Regions from separate parts of the Sus scrofa genome. Here region 2 is linked to region 1. A link is a contact called in public Hi-C data. All regions are on one chromosome and are shown on one strand. The core of a region is the stretch at or near the end of the contact, and the rest is flanking DNA. Distances in the headings are between cores, read along the strand shown.

Region 1 (7,040 bases), core at 1,601-4,100:
TGATCACTGTCCACTGTGCTGCCATGGCTCTTCCCCAACAGCACCTGTCAGCACATGCAGCTGCGTGGGAATAAACATTTAAAAATCTTTTTAGGAGTTCCCGTCGTGGCGCAGTGGTTAACAAATCCGACTAGGAACCATGAGGTTGCGGGTTCGGTCCCTGCCCTTGCTCAGTGGGTTAATGATCCGGGATTGCCGTGAGCTGTGGTGTAGGTCTCAGACGCGGCTCGGATCCCGAGTTGCTGTGGCTCTGGCGTAGGCCGGAGAATACAGCTCCGATTAGACCCCTAGCCTGGGAACCTCCATATGCTGCAGGAGCGGCCCAAGAAATACCAAAAAAAAAAAAAAAAAAAAAAAAAAAAAAAAAAAACTTTTTAACTTTCCATCTTTCCTCCTGCTTTTTTTAAGTATAATTGATTTACAATGTTTCAGGTGTACAGCAAAGTGATTCAGTTATACATTCTTTTGCAGCTCCTTTTCCATTACAGCTTATTACATGATATTAAATACAGTCCCCGGTGCTATACAGGGGGGCCTTGTTTCCCTATTTTTTTAATTTTTTATTTTTTTTGGCTGAAGCTATGTGACATGTGGACGTTCCTGGGCCAGAGATCGAACCGAACAGAGTCACAGCAGTGACAAGTCCGGAGTCTTAACCCGCTGAGCCACAAGGGAGCTCCTATCTGACATATAGTAGTGTGTATCTGTTCATCCCCAATCCCCAATTCATCCTTCCCCGACCCTTGCTCACTCATGACCACTGTCTACCCATTTTGCTCCAGCACCTGGTGTCCTCAACATTTATTTGAGTGGCTGCTTGTTCGGGGCTAAGCCCTTTCCCCACAGCATCTCATGATTAGCCCCCTTTATAGAAGGGGAAACCAAGACGGGGTGAATTAGCCCAGCCAGGTCATACGGTGGGACTGGCAGAGCCCAGGTCTGTCTGACGTCCCCTCGGCTGGCCACTGGGGGCCTGACGGCCACACTCTCTGCCACCGGACAGGCGCCAGTGGGATGGGCAACTACCATGGCAAGTTCTCCTTCGACACTTTTTCCCACCACCGCACCTGCCTGTTGCGCAGTCCTGGGCTGGAGAAGATCTACGCCATCCGGTACCCACCCCATTCTCCACGCAACCTGAGGGTGCTGCTGACGGCCATGGAGACCCGCAGCTGCAGCTGCACCCTGCTGTGAGCCGGCTTCAGGCACCGGAGGATCCAGCACCCCTTCCAGCTCACCTGAGTCCTCTGCAGCCACGGCCACCTGGGGCTGGAGGAGATATGACTGGGGTCCTCGGCACAGGAGGAAAAGGCCGGGGCCAGTGCTTGCCCTCCTCTCTCCTGGGGTTTCTCTCTTTGAGAAGATGTCCCCCAGCTAGGATGGGTCACGGTGCAGGAGTGTGGGAACCAGTGCAGTAACCTGGCTGCCTCCTCCCACCCTGGCCACCTGTGTCCCCGGAGAGGAGGGTAGATGTGGGCACCTCTTGGCCACCACCCTTTCTGTGGCGGGTGCAAAACGGGCCCTGGCATCTGGCCCATGTCACGCTGTGGACGGGCTGTGACCGGGGTCATCCCTGCCCTCTCTGAGCCTGTCTCCCTGTCTGTGTACAGAGGAGGTAGCGAACAGCACCTCCAGACAGCACTGTGAGGATTAAATCTCGGAGCTGAATCGCTGACTCCAAGCTTCAGGTGTCCTGTCTCCTCACTTGGGTGGGTGAGGCTGCCCCCGTCGTCTCTCCCCCCACCTGTCCCTCCAGTTCAAGCTGATGAGACACCTGCAGCAGGACTCCCCTTCAGCTTGCGCCTCTTGGGAGCTCTGGATGTGCTCCCGTCCCCCAAGTGGCTGGCCCTGGGTGCCTTCCCCACAGCATATCCCAGCCTGGACTCACACGCTGCCCTGCCTGCCAATCCTCCTGGGCCCCAAGGCCCTGGCGTGGTCCCCCTCCACTCAGCCACCAGAGCCAAACTCCTGGGCCTCCTGCTGGATACTCCCTTCTCACCTCCCAGATCCCATCTTTGAACAATTCCAGATGATTCTATAATGCTGCCGAACTTCCCTGAGCCATACAGCAATCACTGTGCCCAGACCCAGCCCTTCTCCTCCGCAGTACCCACGTGGCCCTCAGCCTGACCCCCTTCAGAGGCGTGCTCTGGCCCACAAGTCTGGACCCTTAACAGTCCCTGGGAGGCCCCATGCGTGCCACCCTCTCCTTGTCCTCTTCAAATGCCCTCGAGGTGTCCTCCTTTTCGGGCAGACCTCTGCACTGACGCTGGGCATATCCTCTGGTCCTTCTTGTTCTGCCCAACTCCTCTTTACTGTCTGCTGGGACGGCACCTCCTCCAGGAAGTCCTCCCTGACCACTTTCCACTCCCTCCGACCCAGATGACCTAGGGGATCTTCTCGGCCTCCGGGGTCCCTCTGCCGCACAAGTCACTGGGAGGAAACACCGCTTTGGTGGCCGTTGAGGGACGGGGCTCCCGAGTCGTTTAGATCCAAGACCGTTGTGGCGGCCACACGCAGCAGCTCTAAGGCTTGGACCAAGTAATTACGCATGCCCGTGCCTCAGTTTCCCCATCTGTAAAGCGAGAACGATCGTTCCTTCACACAGGGCTCCGTGAGGATTAAATGAAACCGCTCGGGTGAAGTTTTAGCCCGGAGCAGGCACGGCTCCCGCGCGTAATCAAGCGCCGAGATTCTCGTCCCCGCTATCACATACCGCCCGCGGAGGCCGGGGGGGCGGAGGGGGGCGGGTACCTCTGGCCAGGATGCCCAGTCAGAACTGGAGCAGCTTCCCTAAACCACGCCTCGGATGTCCCGCCTCCAAGGAACCGGGAGTCCCGGTTCATCAGCCTCTTGAATCCAGCTCGGCGGCGCTCTACCGCACTTCGAGCGCCTGCTCTTCCCTAGCCAATCGGATTAAAGGTCGTCTTTGATCCCGCCTCTTTTGGCCGCATCAGCCAATCAGACCACACTATGAAGAGTCAGCGCGGAAAAGGCAAAGCCAGCCGGCCCAATGGAAGCGTCCCAGGAATGTAGGCTCCGCCTCTCGGTGGACCGGCCTCCTCCGCACGGGAAGGAGCGGCAGCGCTTCAAGGTGGGTGTTCGGGGCTCAATTGTTAAGGCCAGGTCTGGGCAGCGCGGCGTCGGGGGCGAGTGTGGAGCCCCTGCTGGCCCCGCTGGCTCCGCGCCCAGGCTCATCTCGGCCCGCCCAGGACCCGCAGCCTCCGTGCCCTTGAGCGTGCAGCGGGCGGATCGAGAGGCCCATACCCTCAGGGCGCAGGCGCCGCCCGCATCCGTGGGGTCAGAGGTCGTGAGGAAGGTCGGGGAAGGAGCTGGGTTGGGCTCCTGTCACTGAATTCGGCGGTCAAAGAAATGGGCCCTGTAGAGGTCACAGGTCACGGGAGGGGCACTTTTGAGCTCAGGCTAAGTGCCAGGCCCGGGGCTAAACCCTTGGCATCGTCGAGCTCCCGTTTCACAGACGAGAAAACCCAAGGTCACTGCAGGCTGGGAGACAGTTCCAGAAGGGCCTGGATGCTGGGGAAAGGAGTTGATCTGGAGGGTTATTTGAGCCTTTAAAGGGTTCCAGCAGGGGAGGCCTGGAGGTGTGAAGGGAGGGGTCTGGTCTGGGTTCACATCCTGGTCTCACCTCCTTAGGTGTGACTGTGGGCAGGTCACTTCACACGAGTGAGCGCAGCTTCTCATCTGTGCCTCCCTCTGGGGTGGGTGGGAGTCCTCCTGAGGACAAAGTGACAGTGCACGTGACCCCTAGCAATGTGCTTGGCACAGGGAGCTCTCAGTAAAGGCTGTTGGCAGTGTTATCTGCGTCCATCTGGAGGCTGGGAGGGGCTACACCTGGGAACGGGAAGGCTGCCTGTGCCTCTGATCAGAATGGGGTTGAGTAGGGGACAAGATGACGTGGTCGTGCTGGGTCAAGGGTCAGGGCTCCTGCAGTGCTGGAGTGCGGGGGTCTGGGGGGCCCTGTATGGGACCCACCTACACCTCCCTCCCTTTCACCCCCACAGATGCGCTGCCTGAGCACGCCCATGCTGCTGCGGGCCCTGGCCCAGGCCCAGGCTGCACATGCAGGTAGGACTCGGGGGCCTTTCTGGGGTTGGGGTTGGGTGCGGTACCACCTCTCAGGATGAGGTCGCAGCTGCACAGCGGAACCCCTCTCCTTGCAGGACATCCCAGCGCCCGGACCCTCCACAGCAGCGCGGTCGCAGCCACCTACAGTGAGTAGTCCTGGCAGGGCTCCCCCTCTCCCAGCCTTAGTTGCCACTCCGTAAAAGGAGGGTGGTGATCGAGATTGAATGTGGTCCATGGGAGCCGAGTCCGTCATTGCAGGGCGTTGGGGGGGCAGCCCTTCCCAGTGGCTACACAGTATTATTTCAGAGCTGCCCTGCCCTGTGCGGTTTGAGTCGGGAGCTGCCAGGTGTGAGCCTTGGGAGCCTGTGTTTGTTCATCGGGACCCCAGTACCCAAACCGCCTCCTGCCCCCATCACCTCCTGGCTTAGATGGCCACACAGGTGCAGGGAGAAGCCAGGGAGGACTGCCCAGGGCCAGAGGCCGGCAGGGGAGGGTTTGGTGAAAGAGCAGACCCCTGGGGGAGGCCAGGCTTCATCTCCCTGAGCTGGAGTCCTGGGGGAGGGCCTGTGTGAGGACCCCCTACGGCACTGCTGCTTTGCCCACCTCCCCTGCAGAGTTTGTGAACATGCGTGAGCCCTCGATGGACATGAAGTCGGTGACTGACCGGGCAGCCCAGACCCTGCTGTGGACCGAGCTTGTCCGAGGTGGGCCCCGGGGCAGAGGGGCGAGGTGGGCTGGGGATGGGCACAGAGGTGTTAGGGAAGAGAGGCCCTTCCCACCATGCCTGTGCTGCCCCCAGGCCTGGGCATGACCCTGAGCTACTTGTTCCGGGAGCCGGCCACCATCAACTACCCATTTGAGAAGGGCCCGCTGAGCCCGCGCTTCCGCGGGGAGCACGCGCTGCGCCGGTACCCATCCGGGGAGGAGCGTTGCATCGCCTGCAAGCTTTGCGAGGCCGTCTGCCCTGCCCAGGTGAGCCCCTGACCCCGCCTGACCGCCCAGCTCAGCCTCCACTGGGAGTGAAGTGGGAGCGAGGTGGGAGGCGCTGGGCCCTGAACTCTGGCCCCCCTGCTGGCTATGTGTTCTCCAGGAAAGTTCCTTTGCTGCACTGAGCCACTCCCCCCCCCCCCCCCCCCCCCCGTGAAGAATTGGAATGATGAGCCAGGTTGTCGGAGCCACGGAGGCGGTGACTCAGTGTAGTGAAGCTCTCAGCCCCCGACAGACCACGTGACATGTGTGGGTCCCGCCCTTGGAGGTTTGGTCCAGGGAGTGAAACCCACGCCTTGAGCCACGAGGTGGCACCTGAGGGTCTCTGCTTTTACCCGCATGCAGCAGTGATCTGAAGAGCCCTGCCTGTGTGCCTTTCACAGGGCCTGACCCAAGGACACAGGTGACACAGCTGAGGCCCTCGCTGCCCTGGTGGCGGCTCCTTTGAGCCCTGAGTGTTCGGTTCTGCTGGAGGGGCCCACAGGGACTGCCTGCAGTCACTGCCTATTAGTATAGAAACAGAAAGACACAACTGGGCACAGGTGGGTGTGCCCAGCAGGCACAGGGGGTACCCCCAGTCCACACAGCGCCCCCTCCCAGCAGCTGCTCGAGGCCACATCTCTGTGACTCAGGACAGCTCCTGTCCAAGTCCTGGCTCATCTCCTGGCCACTCCCAGGTCCTCCAGGCGACAGCCTGTGGCCTTGCTCTTTCCGCGCCGGGAGAGCCCCAAAAAATAATAGCAGTCATGCCCTCTAGGCAGCGAGGGCCGGCCACGGACCAGGCACTGTGCCAAGCTCATGGTTTACACAAGTCTAGGAGGTTGAGGCTATTATCGCCATTTTTATAGACAAGGAAACTGAGGCCCAAAGAGAAGTGGCTGCTGGTCTGAGGTCCCACTCATTACACTCCTGAGGACATCTGTGGCCTTGGCCACGCCACTTCGAAGGTCCTCTCGGCTGTGGAAGGGCCCAGGCCACCCCTTCCCCCAGCGAGTGCGAGGCTGCACCCAGGAACTGAGAGTTAAGGACTTGTCATTGAGTCTGAGCCTTGCCCCTCACTTACTGTGTGGCTTCGGGAAACCCCTCGACCTCTCTGAGCCTCACGTTTCTCATCCACTAAATGGGGATAGCTAGATGTAATTGGGAGGCTGTTGAACAGACAACCAGTAGTATTTGGGCATCTTTTACAGTTGGGACCCCTCGGGGCTGCAGGTGCTATGATGAACAAGGCAGGCCACAGCCCTCTCCTCGTGGGACTCAGGTCCTGAGGCAGGAGATGCTGGCAGTTTACAAATGGGGGAAAGCCAGCTAGGGCAGCGCTCAGAGGCTGACCGAACAGCCGTGCTGGGACAGGAGTCAGGAAGGGCACCGGCGAGCTCCCAGGGCCCCAGGAGTGGGGGTGAGCAGTAGCGGGGGTGGACTCGGTGTTGGGGCCAGCGTGGCCGGCCGGTGACTGTCCCCTGCACCCACCCCCGCCCCAGGCCATCACCATCGAGGCCGAGCCGAGGGCCGACGGCAGCCGCCGGACCACGCGCTATGACATCGACATGACCAAGTGCATCTACTGCGGCTTCTGCCAGGAGGCCTGCCCCGTGGACGCCATCGTCGAGGTGAGCGGGGCCCCGCGGTGGGGGAGGCCGGGGAGGAAGCTCCTGGGAGGGGCCTGACGCCCCCAAATTGCAGGGCCCCAACTTCGAGTTCTCCACGGAGACGCACGAAGAGCTGCTGTACAACAAGGAGAAGCTTCTTAACAACGGGGACAAGTGGGAGGCCGAGATCGCCGCCAACATCCAGGCCGATTACCTCTACCGGTGACTTGCCCGCCCGGCGGGCCCGCAGCCCCTCGTGCCCAATAAAAAAGCTCTGACCTGGGAGTTCCCACTGTGGCTCGGTGGTTAACAAATCCAACTGGGAACCGTGAGGTTGCGGTTCAATCCCTGGCCTCGCTCAGTGGGTTAAGGATCCAG
Region 2 (7,040 bases), core at 2,984-5,483, 81 kb before region 1:
CACCACAATGGGAGCTCCCTCCTCTAAATGACTGATACATAATTCTGCTATCATCTGGGAGTAATGAATGTGCAATCATGTGATTATCCCTGTGACCTGGTCTAAGGTCTCCCCCATACTGAGCACCCCCAGAGGGCAGGGTAGCCTCTAGCTTGTGCATAGATGTGGCCCCAGCACAACGCCTGGCACCTGGTGGGAGCTTGGTAAGTCAGAGCTTTGCAGTAAGCTGCGGGGTTTCTTTCTAGATTCCTGCCACCTGGCACAGGGTCAGCCAGACACAGAAGAGGGAACAACATGATGGCTAGGAGTCTGGGCTCCTAGAGTCAGAGAGGGCATGGTTCAAATCCCAACCAGGCGCCTGGCACATAGTAAGTACTCACAGGTAGTGCCCACTTCTGTGGGTGACAGTGTGACTATCCAGGGGCACCCCACAGGAAGCCAGCTGTCCCATGGGGTCTGCTCAAGGTCAGGGCTCCAGTGCAGAAGATGCAGTTGCCATGGAGTCAGGGAAGGCTCTTTATTTAGTCCTGGAGGGGGCTGGCCTGGCAGTGCAAAGGTGGGGGCTGCTCGGGCCAGGCCTTCAGCGCCTGGACAGGCTAAAGCCGGCCAGGCGGGGCTGGTAGGTACCAGGTGCCAGCAGCTGCAGGGTGAACTCAGTGATGATGGCCGTGAGCCCCCAGATACGGTGCGGCCCGTGCAGGAAGACAGGCAGTGTGTAGCGGAAGTGGCCCCCCTGGCGGAAGTGGGTATAGCCCTGGTTCTGTGCTTGCAGCAGATGGGTCAGAGGCAGAGCAAACACTTCATCCACCTGTGGGCAAGAGGCGGCAAGAGGGTAGACAGAGGGTGTCCCCCCCCACCACAGGGACAACCCGACCTCTCCCCTGGGCATCCCACTCACCTCCTCAGGGTTGGGCCTGAGGCTCTGGGGATCCAGTGGGCCCACACCAGCCAACACGGGCACCACAGTGACCTTGCGCTGAGGCAGGAGGAGGGCAGGCGGTCAGGGGAGGTATGGCCTCTGCAGGGCTTTGGGGCTGGGGGTGGGGTGGGGCCAGAGAGGAGGACTCCAGGGCCTTCAGCTGTGCAGGCCCGGTCCATCTGGCCCTGCCCAGGCCTGCGGACTGACTTAGGCCCCCCAAACACACTAGACCCATTCCAAACTCTGGGCCTACATAGACTGTTCCCTCCCCTTAGAAAAACCTTCCCTGGAGTTCCCGTGTGTCTCAGTGGTAATGAACTTGGCTACTACCCATGAGGACTAGGGTTCTATCCCTGGCCTCGCTCAGTGGGCCAAGGATCCGGCATTGCCGTGAGCTGTGGTGTAGGTCACATGTAGCTTGGATCTGGCATGGCTGTGGCTGTGGCGTAGGTCGGCGGCTGCTGCTCCGGTTCAACCCCTAGCCTGGGAACTTCCATATGCCATGAGTGCAGCCCTAAAAAGACCAAAAAAAAAAAAAAAAAAAAAGAAAAGAAAAAAAAGAAAGAAAAACCTTTTCTTACTTTTACTACCTTAAAATGTCCCAACTGTTATTCAGTCTCTACCTGTTTTGCAAAGCCGTCCCCAAGCTCTGTCCACCAAGATGAGCCGAGCTGCCTTCACCCAAGTACCTGAGCCTCAGTGTCCCCTGAGAAAGGGGGACAATATACCCCCGGCCCCGTCCCACTGGGTTGTGTGAGGATGGAACACAGCTGCCAGGCAGGTATCCGGGGCTCCACCATATGGCAGGAGTCCATGACCACTCCCTTGTCCCTGGGGGTCCCTGCTCCTAGCCCAGGGCAAGCAGAGGTGGTGAAGGGGATAAGGGCTGGTGGGGGCCTCAGGGCCTGGCAGGCTTACCTGGTCATACACAGGCTGCAGGACACCCCATACATGCTCCTCCGGCACAACAAGGCCCAGCTCCTCATGGGTCTCCCTCAGGGCCGTGTGCACTACGTCCCGGTCAGTGGGGTCACACTTGCCACCTGGGAAACTGAACGGCACGGGGAGCCTGGTTCTTGGGTGCTCATGGCCATGGATGGGTGGGGGAGCAGCTGTGGCAGAGGGCTAGTGACCCACCTAAATCCAGTCTGTCTCTAGACGACCGTGTCGGCGAGCTACCTGACTTCTCTGGGCTCAGTTTACCTCCTTGAGCAAAGAGGGTAAGAAAGAGGCCCTGGGCCTCAGACAAGCCAACTCTGCTTATGGTGGCCCCAGTGGCGCTGACATTGACCCTTGGGTGTCCCCCGTTCCCGCTGGGGCGGGGCCAGGTCAGGAAGTCAGGTAGCCCAGCCCCAAGCGCTTCTTCGGATCCGAAACTCGAATCTCCCCATAGTCGCCAGAAGGGGGCAGAGTCCTGCCTTTTTAGAGAAGGACCCCGATCAGAGACATGTCGTCTGCCTGAAGGGTAGCGGGACGCTCTTCGAAGGGTCCGCGCGGCGCCCGCGCAGTTGCACCGCGGCGCCAGGCTCCAGGCGGAGGGACGCGGGTCGCTGACTCCTGCCCCAGCCCGCTGGCAGGACGGGGCCTCCCCAGACCCATTCCACAGAGGCAGAAACCGAGGCTAGGAGAGGGTAAGTGCCCTGCCCAGGACCCTGAAGTCGCCGGGGTTCATTGGCCTCCTCCAAGAAGGGAGAGGAGTTCCTGGCCGGTGTACCTGACGTCACCCTTGTGCCTCCCGGCCAGGCGACTGGACCGCAGCGTGTAGAGCAGCGCCGGGACCCCGCGCACAGAACACAGCGGCACTAATACCGCGGCCGCCGCAGGCCGCGCGCGGAGCCGGACTGTGACCTCCGCTAGCAGTCGCCGGCAGCGCTGCTCGCCCTCCGCCGACAGGTAGTCGGGCAGCATGTCCGGCGGGGCGCGGCCGGGACAGCAAGGGCACTGGGCCGCGCGAGGGAGAGAGGGCAGCACTCACACTCCCAGGTCTTTCGGAAACCCGGAGGGGACCGCGGGAGGAGTCTCCCGTCCCCATGGGCGGGTGGGGCCTCCAAAGCAGCACCAGCCACGCCCACGGGGCGGGGCCCAACCCAGGCTGGAGGCCCTTCCTCGAGTTGGGGGCGGGCCCGGAAGGGGCGTGACCAGATAGCCTGGGCTTCCGGCAGGGGGGAAAGGGGAGGGGGGGAAGGGGGGGGAAGGGGAAGGGGGAAGGGGGAAAGGGGGAAGGGGGGAAGGGGAAGGGGGGAAGGGGCAGGGGCGGGCGCGGCGGAGCTGCCCGGGATGGTCTAGGCTGTTGGCGGTACCCTAGGGCAGCTGGGGTTGCACGTGGCCCGGCGGCTGGCCCCGCCCTTGCCGACTGCGGGGTTGGTAGTCAAGGTGTCTGGCTGTTGAAGCCTTGCCGGGCCCGCGTTCTTCGCGTTCGCGAGTGTCCGGGACCTCGCAGGAAGTGCTCCGGGATGTTTCCAGTCGGCGTTCAGGGGGTCTACGGCGCGCCCCTTCGGGAGGCGGAGACGCCAGGGGCTGCGGGAGGAGTGCCCGGCCCTCCGCTCCCTCCGGGCCCTATCTCCTGATTCCGCTGGGTGGCGCGCGTCGCACCCTCTCGTTCCAAAGGGAACCCACTGGAGCCCCACCCCTTAGCCATGCTTTTCCCAGAGCCGGGAGCTCGCCTCTCCTCCTGCCCCCGCTCTTCCGCACTTTCTACTTCTATAGGTGTTGGTTTACGTGTCACTTTTTCTAGAAGCTCCTGCTTGGAGTCCTGATCGCATTCTCAATCTCCTCTTCCACCCCCACCTTGACCCCTGCGGTCCCTGTCTGTGGTGTTCTGCATCCTTCTGCCACCTCTGGCTCCTTGAGAACCAAATTTGCACGTGGCACCTAAACGTGGAATGGCAGGTGCTTCCCTGAGCTGCACAGCCTCCCTCGCAGCCCTGACGCTCAGCTTGTGTCACCACCTTTCCCGTCACTCTGTGCCCCAACGAAGCCAACCGCACTGGGTAGAGCTTTGGGATGTCTGCCCAGACACGGGGGCATGGGCATTCCTGAGGCCCTCCTCCCTGACCTCTGAAGAGAGAAGTGCTCTGACCACCTGTGCCAAATGATTTAATGTTGGGGGGAAGAAAGGTAAAGCAGCGTTTGGAGGCGTCACCCCCAAGGCAGAAGGGGGCAGGTTGGGATGTGGGGGGGGGCTGGTTTCAACCCTGGTGCCATTGCAGCCTTGCTGTGACTCTGGGCAGGTCACTTCTCTCTCTGGGCTTCCACTTGCTCTGTTCTCCTTGTGAGGGGAGGGGGGTCTCTACAGAGGTGAGGCCAGGGTAGGCGCTCTGTACACAGGGCTCCTCCACCGTCACTGTGGGTCCTGGCCAGGCCCCAGGCACATGGCAGTTGGGGAGAGGAGCCCCATCCTTGCTGGGAGGGGCAGCCCCCCCTGATCTCTATCAGGCCGGATGTTGGGGAGGGGGTATGGTGTCGGTCGGGCCCTTGGGATTCGGAGGGGGCTTGAGGCTCCAGGGTACAGGCCCTGGTAGGTGAGGGGCTGGTAGGTGGCCTGGGCTAGCAGAGCCTCAGTGGGGGCCAGCAGCTGATGGTGGAGCCTGGCAGGGGTCCTGGAGGTGAAGGCTGGAGCTTTGTTGGGGTCTGGGGGAGGAAATGGTCTGAGTGGGTCCCATTCTCCCCTGACCTTCAGGCTGCCTGCCTGTCCCCCGCTCCTCCCATCCCAAGCTGCCCACCTCTTGGCCTTCGCTCTTACCGTTCCCTCTGCCTGGAATTTCGTACCCACCTTCCCCCTCTGTCCAAAACCTTCCCAATCCTCCAGGGCCAGCTCAGAAGCCACCTCCTCCGGGAAGCCTACTTGCCCTCCCTGCTCTCCTCTCTCTGCCCTGGGCCCCAAATTGTCTTAGAAATCTCTGCCTCCCCTTCTCTCTCCACACAGAAGCCCAGTGAGCTTGCTAAGCAGGCTGAAGCCCCTTCCTGGAGGCCCCTTGGCCCTGTCCTCCCATTCCCCTCCACCCTGCCCCATGCTTCCTGTGCACTATGCAGGCCCTGGTCTCACTGCATCTGCGGGCCTCCGGCAAACCTTTCTCCTGCTCAGTGGAGCCCTTCAGCAGACAGGGGCCAAGGCTGCTGCGCCTCCGGGTCGGGACGCTGAGCAGGGGCCGTGGAGATACAGTCCTAAAGGTGGGACGAGCAGGGGGTCAGGATGGAGAGCCTGGGCCAGGGGTCAGGGTCAGGTGGGGGGACCCCAGCGCAAACCAATGGGCATGACCCTGAAAGAAGGTTCAGGAACCAAGGACTTCGGCGATGTCTGGGGATAAGGATAGGGGTGAGGGGATGGGTTAGGGCAGCAGGGTGGACTGTCAGGGGCCAGCCAGTACCAGGAGTCCGGGTCACTCTCCCTAAAGCCCTTGGCAAAGGGGTTGCTGGCGATTTTCAGCTGGGTGATCTGTAGAGGAGAAAGTGCCATTAGGGGCCAGCCCCGGGGCTGGGGAAGGGCCCCAGGCTCAGCCACCCTCTCCTCCCTGGACACCCTAACCTGGGGGCCCTGGGCCTTGGGCCCTGAACCCCTCAACTTAGGAACCACAGAGCCTGTGGGCATGAAGGCAGGGGAATGGCTGGGGACAGATCCCCACTGAGTCCCAGGGAAGGAGAGAGGGCAGGGGTCTGTGTGCCTGTGGGGCCCAGGGGCCTGGGGCCTCAGAGTCGCCCTGTGCGATGGGCTGGCAGCTGCCCCACAAGCCGTGGCCTGACCCACCCGGTGGTTCTGATACGCCGTCACGGCCGTGAACTGGGTCTCCGTGAAGACGAAGGACTTGAAGTTCTCCTGGGCGTAGCGCTCGCTGTCCTTGCGGGGGTCCACGAAGACCACGTGGAAGCGGGGCTGGTAGCGGTGCATGGAGTTGAGAATGATCTGTGGGGGTGCGGAAGGGGCTGTGCAGGGCTGGGCGCGGCAGCCTTGTGACGGGCCCGGGTCTGAGCTTGTGCGTCTGCCGTTCTGAGCCAGGCGCCTTTGTGGCGGAGCGTCCTTGCCACTTGGCCTCTCTCACCGCCGCATCCCAGCTCTCAGGGACCTGTCTGGAATCTGACCCCCTGTCCCACCTGCTGCCTCCGCCCTGCCTGGCCACCATCATCTTTCTCTTGGATTGTCCTCTGCTGCCTTCCTGCCACTCTCCCCACCTCCACCGGGTGCCTGGGTCCCTTCTCCCCGCCACCCCCACAGCCCTGATGAGCTGCAGCTCAAAACGCTCCTGTGGCTCCCGCCCTGCTCACAGTAAAGACCAGAATCTTCTCTGCAGCCAACTGGCCCTGTAGGTCAGCGCTGGCCCCCCTTAGGCTCTCTTCCCCTCCCAGTGCCCCTCCTTGCTCCACTCCAGCCACAGGGGAGCCGCCTCACAGCATTTTCCAGCCCCAGGGCCTTTGCACTTGCTGTTGCTGCCTGCAACAGCTCCCCCCTTAGAAGCACAGGCTCCCTCCTCCTCTTCCTTCACATTTCTCTTTATTTTATTTTTTTTCTTTTTGTTGCACCCGTGGCACGTGGACATTCCCAGACAGGGATCAAACCCGAGCCACTGTTGCACCCCAGCTGTGGCAATGCCAGTCCTTGATTCACTGCGACACCAGGGAACTTCCTCAGCCCCCTTCCTGAGACCCCTGAACTGAATAGCCACCTCCGCCTCGGCCCCTCCCTGCTTCCTTTCCCTCCTGACATTTGTCCCCAGGATCTGTCATCTGGATTCTTTGCTCATCACCTGCCCTCTACCCCAGGAGGTGAGCCCATCAGGACAGGGATCGCTGTCCTTTGTGTCGGCAGGGCTATGTTCCTGCACCTGCGGTGGGCCTGGCCCCCCTGGCCTGGGCGTCCCTTCTGCTGTCTACACCCCAGCCAGGTGACCCGGCCCCCAGCCTTGGCTGTCAGCAGCAGGTGGGGTGCGGGGCACCAAGGCCATTGGGCAGCAAAGGCCCAGCCAGCCCTGGCCCCGGGCTTCATCACCGTCAGACTCCCGTGTCCCCTGCCCTGGCCCAACCCCTCCCACTGTGGCCCGGGCCTCACGTGGCCATTGTCATCCAGCAGATTGTTGGTCAGCTTGAGCTTGTCGAAGGACACGATCTGGCGCATCCACTGTGCGCCCTT

Evidence for each region. A called contact is a pair of places that touch in the nucleus more often than the background predicts.
Region 2: a Hi-C map of liver shows a contact between it and region 1, with 5 times the contacts expected there. The contact joins the promoter of NUDT8 here to the promoter of NDUFS8 in region 1. A contact is called at or near these places in 2 of 47 Hi-C or Micro-C datasets (heart right ventricle and liver) and 1 of 2 datasets of contacts at active chromatin or transcription factors (alveolar macrophages).

The regions. Positions count from the first base shown.
Region 1 is chr2:4,863,202-4,870,241 of Sscrofa11.1, reverse strand. It overlaps NDUFS8 (NADH dehydrogenase [ubiquinone] iron-sulfur protein 8, mitochondrial), which reads left to right and starts at 2,850. Exons shown (of 7, transcript XM_003122434.3): 1 at 2,850-3,094; 2 at 4,023-4,086; 3 at 4,182-4,232; 4 at 4,701-4,790; 5 at 4,886-5,058; 6 at 6,555-6,683; 7 at 6,757-6,947. The coding sequence starts at 3,014. The coding sequence ends at 6,888. It also overlaps a transcript of ALDH3B1 not described here.
Region 2 is chr2:4,946,001-4,953,040 of Sscrofa11.1, reverse strand. It overlaps NUDT8 (nucleoside diphosphate-linked moiety X motif 8), which reads right to left and starts at 4,233. Exons shown (of 4, transcript XM_003122437.4): 1 at 2,634-4,233; 2 at 1,838-1,970; 3 at 899-976; 4 at 503-808. The coding sequence starts at 2,827. The coding sequence ends at 581. It overlaps TBX10 (T-box transcription factor TBX10), which reads right to left. Exons shown (of 1, transcript XM_021082741.1): 1 at 4,924-7,040. The coding sequence starts at 5,804. The coding sequence ends at 5,139.